3 separate regions of the Mus musculus genome follow, and regions 1 and 2 are each linked to region 3. A link is a contact called in public Hi-C data. All regions are on one chromosome and are shown on one strand. Each heading gives the region's core, a stretch centred on a gene start, on an enhancer-like site or on the middle of the called end of the contact. The rest is flanking DNA. Distances are from core to core; before and after follow the strand shown.

What was found. Hi-C and Micro-C count contacts between places; a contact is called where the count stands out from the background.
Region 1: a Hi-C map of uterus shows a contact between it and region 3, with 2.9 times the contacts expected there. The contact joins two enhancer-like sites. A contact is called at or near these places in 3 of 484 Hi-C or Micro-C datasets (myocytes, uterus and ventricular fibroblasts) and 1 of 9 other capture datasets (embryonic stem cells).
Region 2: a Hi-C map of cerebral cortex shows a contact between it and region 3, with 4 times the contacts expected there. The contact joins two enhancer-like sites. A contact is called at or near these places in 3 of 39 promoter capture datasets (the 3T3-L1 cell line and frontonasal cranial neural crest), 1 of 15 datasets of contacts at CTCF or cohesin (the NIH/3T3 cell line), 20 of 484 Hi-C or Micro-C datasets (the AML12 cell line, DN3 thymocytes, adipose-derived mesenchymal stem cells and 10 more), 1 of 115 datasets of contacts at active chromatin or transcription factors (astrocytes) and 1 of 9 other capture datasets (liver).

The regions. Positions count from the first base shown.
Region 1 is chr8:114,971,689-114,974,542 of GRCm38.p6, reverse strand. All of the region lies in intron 8 of Wwox (WW domain-containing oxidoreductase), which reads right to left. Among named protein-coding and RNA genes, the nearest start is that of Gm39257, 12 kb to the right of the region's middle. Within about 2 kb of position 1,267, at least 36 of the 459 cell types and tissues checked have an H3K27ac peak or open chromatin away from gene starts, as enhancers often do. A contact at or near this core is called in uterus, where this site is marked.
Region 2 is chr8:114,454,875-114,457,941 of GRCm38.p6, reverse strand. The region is part of intron 4 of Wwox (WW domain-containing oxidoreductase); the gene reads right to left. Among named protein-coding and RNA genes, the nearest start is that of Wwox, 17 kb to the right of the region's middle. Within about 2 kb of position 1,636, at least 24 of the 459 cell types and tissues checked have an H3K27ac peak or open chromatin away from gene starts, as enhancers often do. A contact at or near this core is called in cerebral cortex, where this site is marked.
Region 3 is chr8:116,142,549-116,145,800 of GRCm38.p6, reverse strand. No RefSeq gene overlaps it. Among named protein-coding and RNA genes, the nearest start is that of Gm31225, 47 kb to the left of the region's middle. Within about 2 kb of position 1,425, at least 66 of the 459 cell types and tissues checked have an H3K27ac peak or open chromatin away from gene starts, as enhancers often do. A contact at or near this core is called in cerebral cortex and uterus, where this site is marked.

The DNA of each region.
Region 1 (2,854 bases), core at 18-2,517, 1.2 Mb after region 3:
GGAGGTAGGAGGAACTAAGGTATTTCAGGAGTCAGACCCTTCTAAAAATAGGGCCACGTTTGATGGTGGGAGCTCTGAGCATGTCTCCCCTTCTCCTCCTGTACCCGTGATGTGGGCTTTGATGTCTACTCCTTTCTGTCTAGCTTGCCTGTCTTCTCAGTAGCCCCTGGACCAACTCAACATGTTAGCCATGGCTGGCCTTAAGCTCCCCCCCAAATGTGTTTCTGTCCTGATGTGTCCCAAGTTTGTCTGTGGTCTTTCCAATCCTTCTATTGTTGGAAGATTAATTTATTTACCCCCTCAGCGTCCTCTGAGGTGGTGCCTACTTGGGCACTACCTTGTGCCCCCTCCCCTATTTGAATGGACTGTTTTCTTCCTCTCTATTGCCCTGGGAAACCATAGCAAGTGACCCTGGTGTTCCAGTCCTCTGTACATGGCTCTGTCTGTGGTGCGGGACCATGAGTATCAGAGCCATGGGTGACGTCTGGTTTATCTTTGATATGGCAGTGACTGATGAATGAAGAGGTACACTTGCTGCATGGTTCTGTAAAGGGATTTGCGATATCCCTTCAGGGTGCCTCATGACCAAAGCGATGACATGGGCCAAGGGTTGCCTTTTGTGTAAACACCACACCCACATGTAGAGACACACATCCATAAGTCTCTCAAGGATCTGGCTAGAAAACTGCCACAAGATTATGATGATGTGGACTCCAAGAGCTGGCAGTTCCCAATCTCTACTGAATTAAGTCTCCTGCCTTTCATCTGAATGAGTCAGAAGAGCTTTGTCCAAGGAACCAAACATCACCAAGTGAGATAGTTGTCCAAAGAGTGGTGGTGGTAGTGTGTGCACTCTTTCTCTCTCCCTCTCCCTCGTCCCCTCTCTCTCGGTGTATGTGTGTGTGTGTGTGTGTGTGTGTGTAGCGATATATTTATAAGCAACCTGAACATTTAGCAAAGACCTCTCTTCATCCCTGTACTCGTGCAATTCTGTTTTCAAATTCCTTTAAAAACCCAGAAGGAAAAAAAAAAGTGTGTTAAATTCAAATTGCCGCTCTCCTGTAGAATTATGTGAAGAAGTATGCCAACAAAGGTTGAGGCCAGTAATTACGTGGCAGCCGAGCTCTTGTTCTTGATTCTCATGCAAAGCACTGCCTGATCCCAATTAGCACGGGCTTGTTTTTGCCTCTCTTGGTGTGCTGCCTCCTGCCCACCTTCCGGGGACTCCTCCCTGTGGGTTATTTGTTCAGACGCAGTTCCAGACACACCACTGTGATTTCCTTCTTAATAAACACGATCCAGTGAGGAACGGAAGACAATGAGAGGCACCTGCGCTGCTATTATAACTTCTCGTTCCCGCCCACCAGCAGAGTGGGGCTATGAATAAGTGAGAGCAGCCAGTCTAAGAATAGTAACAGCACTTTCCCATAAACACACAGTCATAAAACTTCTGCTCACACCAAGGAAGGACAGGCGTACCAGGCCGACACCATTGTTGGAAACTTGGTAGGAATGTCACTCTGAGGGCCAAATGTTTGCTGTCCATGACCCAGCCAGTGACTGAGGACAGTCCCCATTCCATGCTACAAAACAAAACAAACAACAACAACAACAACAACAAAACAGCCGAGCATTCCTGAAATTGTGGCAAGTCCTAGATAATGTCAGACGGGGGAGAGTCAGAGCAATGGTAGAGAAAAAGATAAACAAACAAACAAACAAAACCATAGGCTGTGGTGTCAGAAAACACAAATTTAGGTTTGTCTTAGTGTAAGAAATATGTATTAAAGTGGGGCAGTGGGGAGATGTCTTGGTCAATACATCTCCAGTGTCTGCTTTGCAAGTATGGGAACCTCAAGGTGGACTTGCAGAACCCACAAAAAGACCTGGGTGCAGCAGCATGCTCCTGTGATTCCAGCATGGCAGAGGCAGAGAATGGAGGGTCAGGGGACAGGGAGGGTATGCTGCTGTTCAGCCTGTCTGCATGGATACTGTGAGAGATGCTAGCTATGGCCACAGTGATTTAGCCCGACTGCATGGATACTGTGAGAGATGCTAGCTATGGCCACAGTTATAGTTACTAGGTTTTTACAGAGATGTTATCCACAAGGCGGGAGCCTAGAGATGAGGACCACACTGGCCAGGTGATGGAGAGGAGAGCAGATCTAGGGAGAACACACATGCACACTGTTAGTCTCATGGGGGAAATTGAGTCCTGTCTCTGTTTCGCTGTTTCTTGAGGGCCTTGCGGGGTGGGAACATACATTCAACAAATCATTTGCCGTTGGCATCATTAGAAGGGTCCTTCTGAGTGTCTTTACATGCGTGCCTACCATCGTTATTTCTAAGACGGTTTGTCACCCGGAGCAGAACAGGAACCGCTTTGGCCTTGCTGGCTCTGAGGTCTTTTATTAAGTTGGATCGCTGCCTAGCTTTCTAGTGTGGTGTCTCTGTTTCTGTCCGTGTTACTGCCCCTCTCGCCAATCCACTCTTTGGGGGACCCATTCTTTGGGGGAAAAGGAGCAAATTTTAGAAGCTTCTCTAGAAGGAAGGCTTCCCACATCAGCATGCTAACTCTCAGGCGTCCTCTAAGCCCCCACTCACATCCACTAGGTTGCGGCTGCCTCCTCTTCAAGCGTGCCGTGTAGGCTCTGGCCGGAGGGCCTTTGCACTCGATGGCTGCTTCTTCTGGGTGAATGCTCTGCCAGTGACATTACTCCCTTCAGGCCTGCATTCAAATGCTGCCTTTCCTGAGAGCCCTGTCTTGAATACTCCCGGTCAAAAATGACACACCTGAGCCTTCTCATTTTCTTCACTCAGCTTATTTCCCCCACGGTATTTATTGAACATCTGT
Region 2 (3,067 bases), core at 387-2,886, 1.7 Mb after region 3:
CTCTCAGTCAAACCCAGAGCTTGCTGATACACCTAGTCTCACTCTCTCAGGCCGAAAGGGCTAGTGGGCCGCTGAGCCCACTGGCATTATGTGGCCACCAAACCAGCTGTACATCACATAGTCTAGTCCCTCAACATCTGGCTCCCTTTCTGAACACTGGGGCCTAGGCCTGAAGCAACCTCAGCAGCCCTAGTGAAAAAGCTATCAAGAGTGGCCTAGAATGTTCCATCTACGGAAGGAATGAAAACACTCTCCCTTCTCTTCTAACCTTCAGGGCTCTTTCCTACAGCTGAGAGGTTATTTTCCTCCACACACAGCCGTAAGCACCCTGATCCTAAGGGACTCTGCCTTATCATGCTTCCATCCATTAATTGGTCCATGCACAACAGACACAGAGCTGGGAATGGTAGCATGTGCTTAGGTCTCTGCACTCAAAGTCAGCCGAGCCTACGCAACCCCATGTGTAACAGGCCAATGTGGGGGTCACTGAGACGGCTCAGGAAGTGAGAGCGCTCACCATTGTGCCTGATGACCACAGCTGGATCCCAGAGACCCATACAGTAGAAAGAGAAGAGACTGTTAAAGTTATCCTTACACACACACACATACACACACACAGACACACACACACACACACACACACACACTCACACACACACACACACACACACACACTCTCTCACACACACACACACACACACACACACACACACACACACATACACTCTCTCTCACACACACACACAAATAAATGTAACTTCGAAATGTTTTAAGAGACAGAGAGTCTCTACATTTTACAAATGAAGAGCCTTATATTTAAAATACTAAAGTGGCCTGCCCTAGGTCACTGAACAAGTTAACTGTCATTCCACTAGTTTTCTTCCTTCTATGTCCCAAGAGCCTCCAGTCAAGGTGCTGACCCTCTGGGTGCTGATAAAATCACACGCCAGCATTGACTCATTCTCGCGTATTCCAGAGGAGAGGGGCTGCAAACCTGGACACTTAGTCTTAATACAGCAGACAGCCCTGCAAACCAGGAGTTTCATGAGCGAGGGTCCTAATGAAACAACTGTGATCTGAGTCATACAAGGGCTAACGGTTCAAGTCCCTCCAGTCCCTGTCTGTGATATCTTTTTCTGCTCCCAGGCTACAGAAACAATAACCAGACAGCCTCATTGGATTTGGTTTTTGTTTTTTGTTTTGTTTTGTTTTGGGGGGAGGGGTGTTGTTTGGTTTGTTTTGGCTACATGATGGTACTATCTGACTTCTAACCAAAAGGTGGGAAAAAAATCTTTCCAAACTAAAGACCAGTCAATGCCTACCAGTTATTCAAAGCGATCAAAAAGATGATCCCGGGGCCAATGCAGAGCTCCGGTGCCATCCTCGGGAGGACCTGTAAAGCACAAAGCTAGGGAACACCAACTTAGTATAAGGACTCATTCCGGGCCCGAGCATCCGCTGCAGAAATGGCTGCAGGGCGAGTGTCTGCAAGGGACCCACATCTCCATCCTGAACAACTGCGCAGAGACGGAGAACTACCTGCCTGGCCCATGAGCTGGAGGAAGTCACCTGGCCCGAGTCACTCAGGTAGGAAGAGGGGAGCAGTTTGAAAACTAGGTCACGCCTGCTTCTAGAGTCAGAACTCCTCGCCCGCCTGCCCCTCTCCAGACTGAAACCCGCCACCAATCAAGCCTGCCCTGCCTGTCAGCAGAGCTATTTTCGGCATTGGTACAATTTCGCTACGTGGGAGCCCGGCTTGTCACGTGAACAAATGCACGGGAAAGCTCCGGCATGGTGCGACTAGCTTTAACAGATCTGGGGAGCTGGGATGTGTATGGGGGGTGGGGAGGCGCCAATCCCAGAATCACCAGTTCCTGGCTACTGTTTACCAGCCTCTCAAACCCCATCGTGAGCCAGCCAGTGCTGAGCTGAGGGCCCCTCTCCCATTCCGTGCCCAGGATGTGAGTGTGCTAAGCAAAGCAAATAGCCTTGAAGCCTAGAGGACTTCACAGAAGCAAGAGGGGAAGTCAGGCCGGCTTCTCTCTCAATTGCCTCTTGATCACAGGATTGAATATGTACTTAGAGTAAGGGACACTTTGAGATAAATTAACTTCTAAGAGAAAGGGACATTTTGAAAATTAAATTATACTGCATGGAACGAGCAATCAATCAGCAATCAATATGTATCTGATAGCCATGCATACAAAATGAAAAGGCAATTCATAAAAGAATAAGTACAAATGGCCCGGCGTGAAGAACGGCTACATCTTGGGTATAATCGGAGGCATAAGGATTTAATTGACAGTTTTTTTTTCTTTTTCTTTATGCCCCTTCCCAAGATTGGCAGGGACACGGAGCAACAACTGGCAATCAGATTGGTACAACAATTTAGGGGTGCAGTGTCACAGATCAAGATATTAAGATTAGTGGGTAAATCCGTCGATTCAGCAATTCTCCTTGCACAAAATAAGGCTGCAGAATGTCACAGATGGGTACAAACATCTAATTGCAAAATGTCTGCCTCCATTCCGTGGCTATTAAAAAGCTGGAAGCTACCCAAATGTGCCACACTGGGGAGATAGCTGGAGCCATATAATGGAATAGTATGCAACCATTTAAGAGGTGGAATATTTAATGGTAAGGAAAGATACATTTCACAGCCCAGTAGAAGAAAAGAGGAAAGCCACTGCCTCGGATCACAGATGCTGAACACTGGCATATGCTTCCAACTGTAAGGATTTTGAATTGTTTTTTTTGTTTGTTTGTTTGTTTGTTTGTTTTCTGGTTTTTTTATCTCTATTTTCTACATTCCCCATAGACAATACATTTAATAAAATAAATTTAAAGTCACTTAAATGAGAGGACACAGAACACTAACTCCATGTAACACTTGGCTCCTGTCCCTCCCGACTCCATGAGCACCCCTCTCGCATGCTAACCTACGATGAAGAACCCCAAGCAAGCATCCGTGCCTTCACCCTTGATCCACCTGGGGCTTGGAAACTGCATCTGCCACAGCCTACCCTACAGCTCCACCCTCGGTCCCTAGACCATCGGGGTCAGTTCC
Region 3 (3,252 bases), core at 176-2,675:
GTACATGTATCCTCTTGTCTATGTGCATGCATACACCTACATAGGCAAGCAGAGGCCAGAGAAGAGCCTCTATCATTCTTTACCTTATTCCTTTGTTCCTAATAAGATCTCTCACTGAATCTAGAGCTCAGCTAGGTCAGCAAAGCCCCTGTCCCCAGCAACACTGGGGTTGTAGGTGTATGTGGTGCCACACTTTGGTTCTTCATTTATGTCTTGGGACCTGAACTCAAGACCTCCTGATGGCCCTGAAATCACTCTCACACTTTGAGTCATCTCTCCAGCCCCATGATTTCCATGTTTTTTTTCTTTTGGGATGAGAACACAGTGTAAAATTGCTGTGCTAAGTAATGGAGATGCCAGCAAACAGGGATGTACATCAAGGATCGTAGTGAAAAGCTTGCTCCGGGGATTCTGTGGCATGATACGTGGTAACCACATTTTAGGTCCTGGTCAGGTGCTGAGTCCTCTGTACTCTGTGGCAGGCACTGAAGGAACCTTGTCTTCTGATACAAGGGTATCCCTGCTGTGTACCCTCTGGCTGATGACTGACTTTTTGCTAATCCTTATTTGATTACAAAAATGCCAAGGACGAATTCAGTGGTTTGCAACATGTCTCTTGTCCCCAGTTATATGATCTTGCCCCTCTCCCCCCATTTATGAGAAGTGTGGTTCATAACAGTGCCAGAAGGAGTGCATCATAGGAAGTAGACTTCAGGGCACAGGAACACGATGTCCAATGGATGGTTCCATGTGTATGTTGCCCACTGACAGGTGGAGGTGGTAGGAGTGACCTGAGGGGAGAGATGGCAGGACATGGTTTAGTTTCCCTTGGAGGCATGACTGGCTGTGTGGGAGGTTTTCTTTCAAGGTTTTCATCCATAGGCGGATGCTTCAGATGGGTCCACTTTGGGATGCTAGGTTGACTCTCTTGCGCATGTGGTCACTCTTTTCTTTGTTTTTTTAACCCTACTTCAATAAATTAACTCCAATGGTACCCACAGAGAGTGTGGGATGTCTCTTATGGAGAGAGAGAGAGACAGAGAGACAGAGAGATATATAGGAGGAAAGACAGGAAGAAGAAAGAGGGGAGAGGGGAGACAGAAAGAGAGATAGAGAATCCCTAATCATCTGATAGGCTATCACAAGTAGACTCCTTTTTCTCTAGCTTGCAAAATCTATCCAGGGCTTTAGCCTTATTTCATGCATGGTCAGCAAAAAAATCTATACAGTGGAGAGCAACCTGCTTTCCCCTTTTTGACTGGAGGGGGCTCAGGAGACCCTGCAGGAAGCCCAGGGTCCAGCCCGGAGCTCTGGAGGAAACACATATTGCCAGCATTCAACAGGCGGCGCTCTTTGCCTAGGTGTCAGAAGCCAAGTCCTGATGCCTGCCTACTGCAGCTGAGTAAGCCGGATGCTCATCTGAAAACGAAAGGTTGCTCCCTTCCCTGGAGTGGGGGCTGACTCATCCTGCTCCTGCACACTGTTTGGAGCCCTGTAGGTTCTACCCTGAGAAACCAGCAAAGGTGAGCCCTTGGCCTTAATCTCTGGAGGCACCCCAAGTTCCTCAGTCAGCCTCAGATGGGGAGTCCAGGCCCTCCCGCAGGGCTCTCCTGCTAGGGGGCTGTCTTGAAAACAAGAGCTAGAGAAATTTCTGGGAACCTGGGTGAACACTCCAACGGAGAGGAGAATAATGAATATTTCATGGAGGTGGCTGGAGTTATTAAACAACATTACACGCGGAGCGTGTTGGCAGGGATCTGAGCCACATTTACATGAGTAAAAATAGTGAGAAAAGAGACCCAGAGCTGGGGCAGTGTAAAGGAAATCCCAGCAGAGCTCGGATGGAAGCAGCTTTCAGCCCCTCCAGGTTCAGGTGAAGGCCTCACTCTGTACCCTCTGACCCCATCTCCAGGAACGTTCCATTCCACAGTCAGGGTGTGGATAAGTAAGAGCTGAGAGCTGACAAAGTCCCTAGGGACTTTGATTCTCACACTGCACAGTATGTGTGTGTGTGCGTGTGTGCATGTGTGTGTGTGTGTGTGTGTGTGTGTGTGTGTGTTTATGTCTGTGTGTGGAGCAGGGTGTGTGTATATGAGTGGCATGTGTGTGTGTTTGTGGTGTGTGTAGTGTGCATATGTATGTGTGTGTTTGTGGTGTGTATAATATGTATATGTTTGTGGAGTGTGTGTGATGTGGGATGTGTGTATGTGTATGAGTGGTATGTGTGCTTGCGGTGTGTGTATTGTGTGTGTGTATGTGTGTTTGTGGTGTGTATGGTATGTGTGTTTATGTGTGTGTTTGTGGGGTGTGTGTGTGGTGTGTGTATGTGTGTGAGTAGTGTGTGTGTTTGTGGTGTATGTGTTGTGTGTGTGTATGTGTGTGTTTGTGGTGTGTGTAGTATGTGTGTGTTTGTGGTATGTATGTGTATCTGTGTGTGTGTCTGTGAGTGTATAGGCCCTTAGGTAACACTTTCCTTGTCTTAGGGAACCTTGAGGGTTAGAAGGGGCTTAGAATCAGGCCTACCTCAGGGATCTGTCCTGGAGTCTCAGATGTCTGAGTCAGAGGGAGTCAACACTGCAGGAAGACTGTATGCTTTGGACTAGAGTGAGGTGGCTACACTGGGGCTCTATGACCCCTGAGGCCACCCGTAGCTGAGCTATTCCCAGACCTTGTCTCTGATGGACAAGAAGAATCAAAGGCCTCTTTGTTTATCCTCTGCCCCAAGCTCTGAGAATTTTGTCCCTGCCTCTTGACCTTCCCTCTTGTAGTACGTACTCACAAGAGGCATGGAAGAGGGAACTCTTGGAAGAAAGCAAAGATGTAGGGAACTAGAATCAGAGAAAGCCTGGACCATCTTTGAGCCCCTGGGTGAGCAGCTTAATTACACTGGGCCTCTGTTCTCTTGCATCCTGTGAACACTAATCGAAGGGATGTCTGTTAAGTGGCAGGCACCATGACCCATGTCTGGTATGCAGTCTGTGCTCAGTGAATATTTGAATCTTCTTTTCTTTCCACTCTCCCAACCTGCCCAGTGCCATGATTCTTTTACAAGGTCGATTCTTCTTGGAAAGAAGGGGGAGAGAGAAGGAGAAACTGTGACCAGTGAGTCCAAGACTGAGCTATGTGTATGTTGCCTGTTCTCTCTCTCTCTCTCTCTCTCTCTCTCTTTCTCTCTCTCTCTCTCTCTCTCTCTCTCTCTCTCTCTCTCTCTCTCTCTCTCTCTCTCTCTCTCTCTCTCTCTCTCTCTCTCTG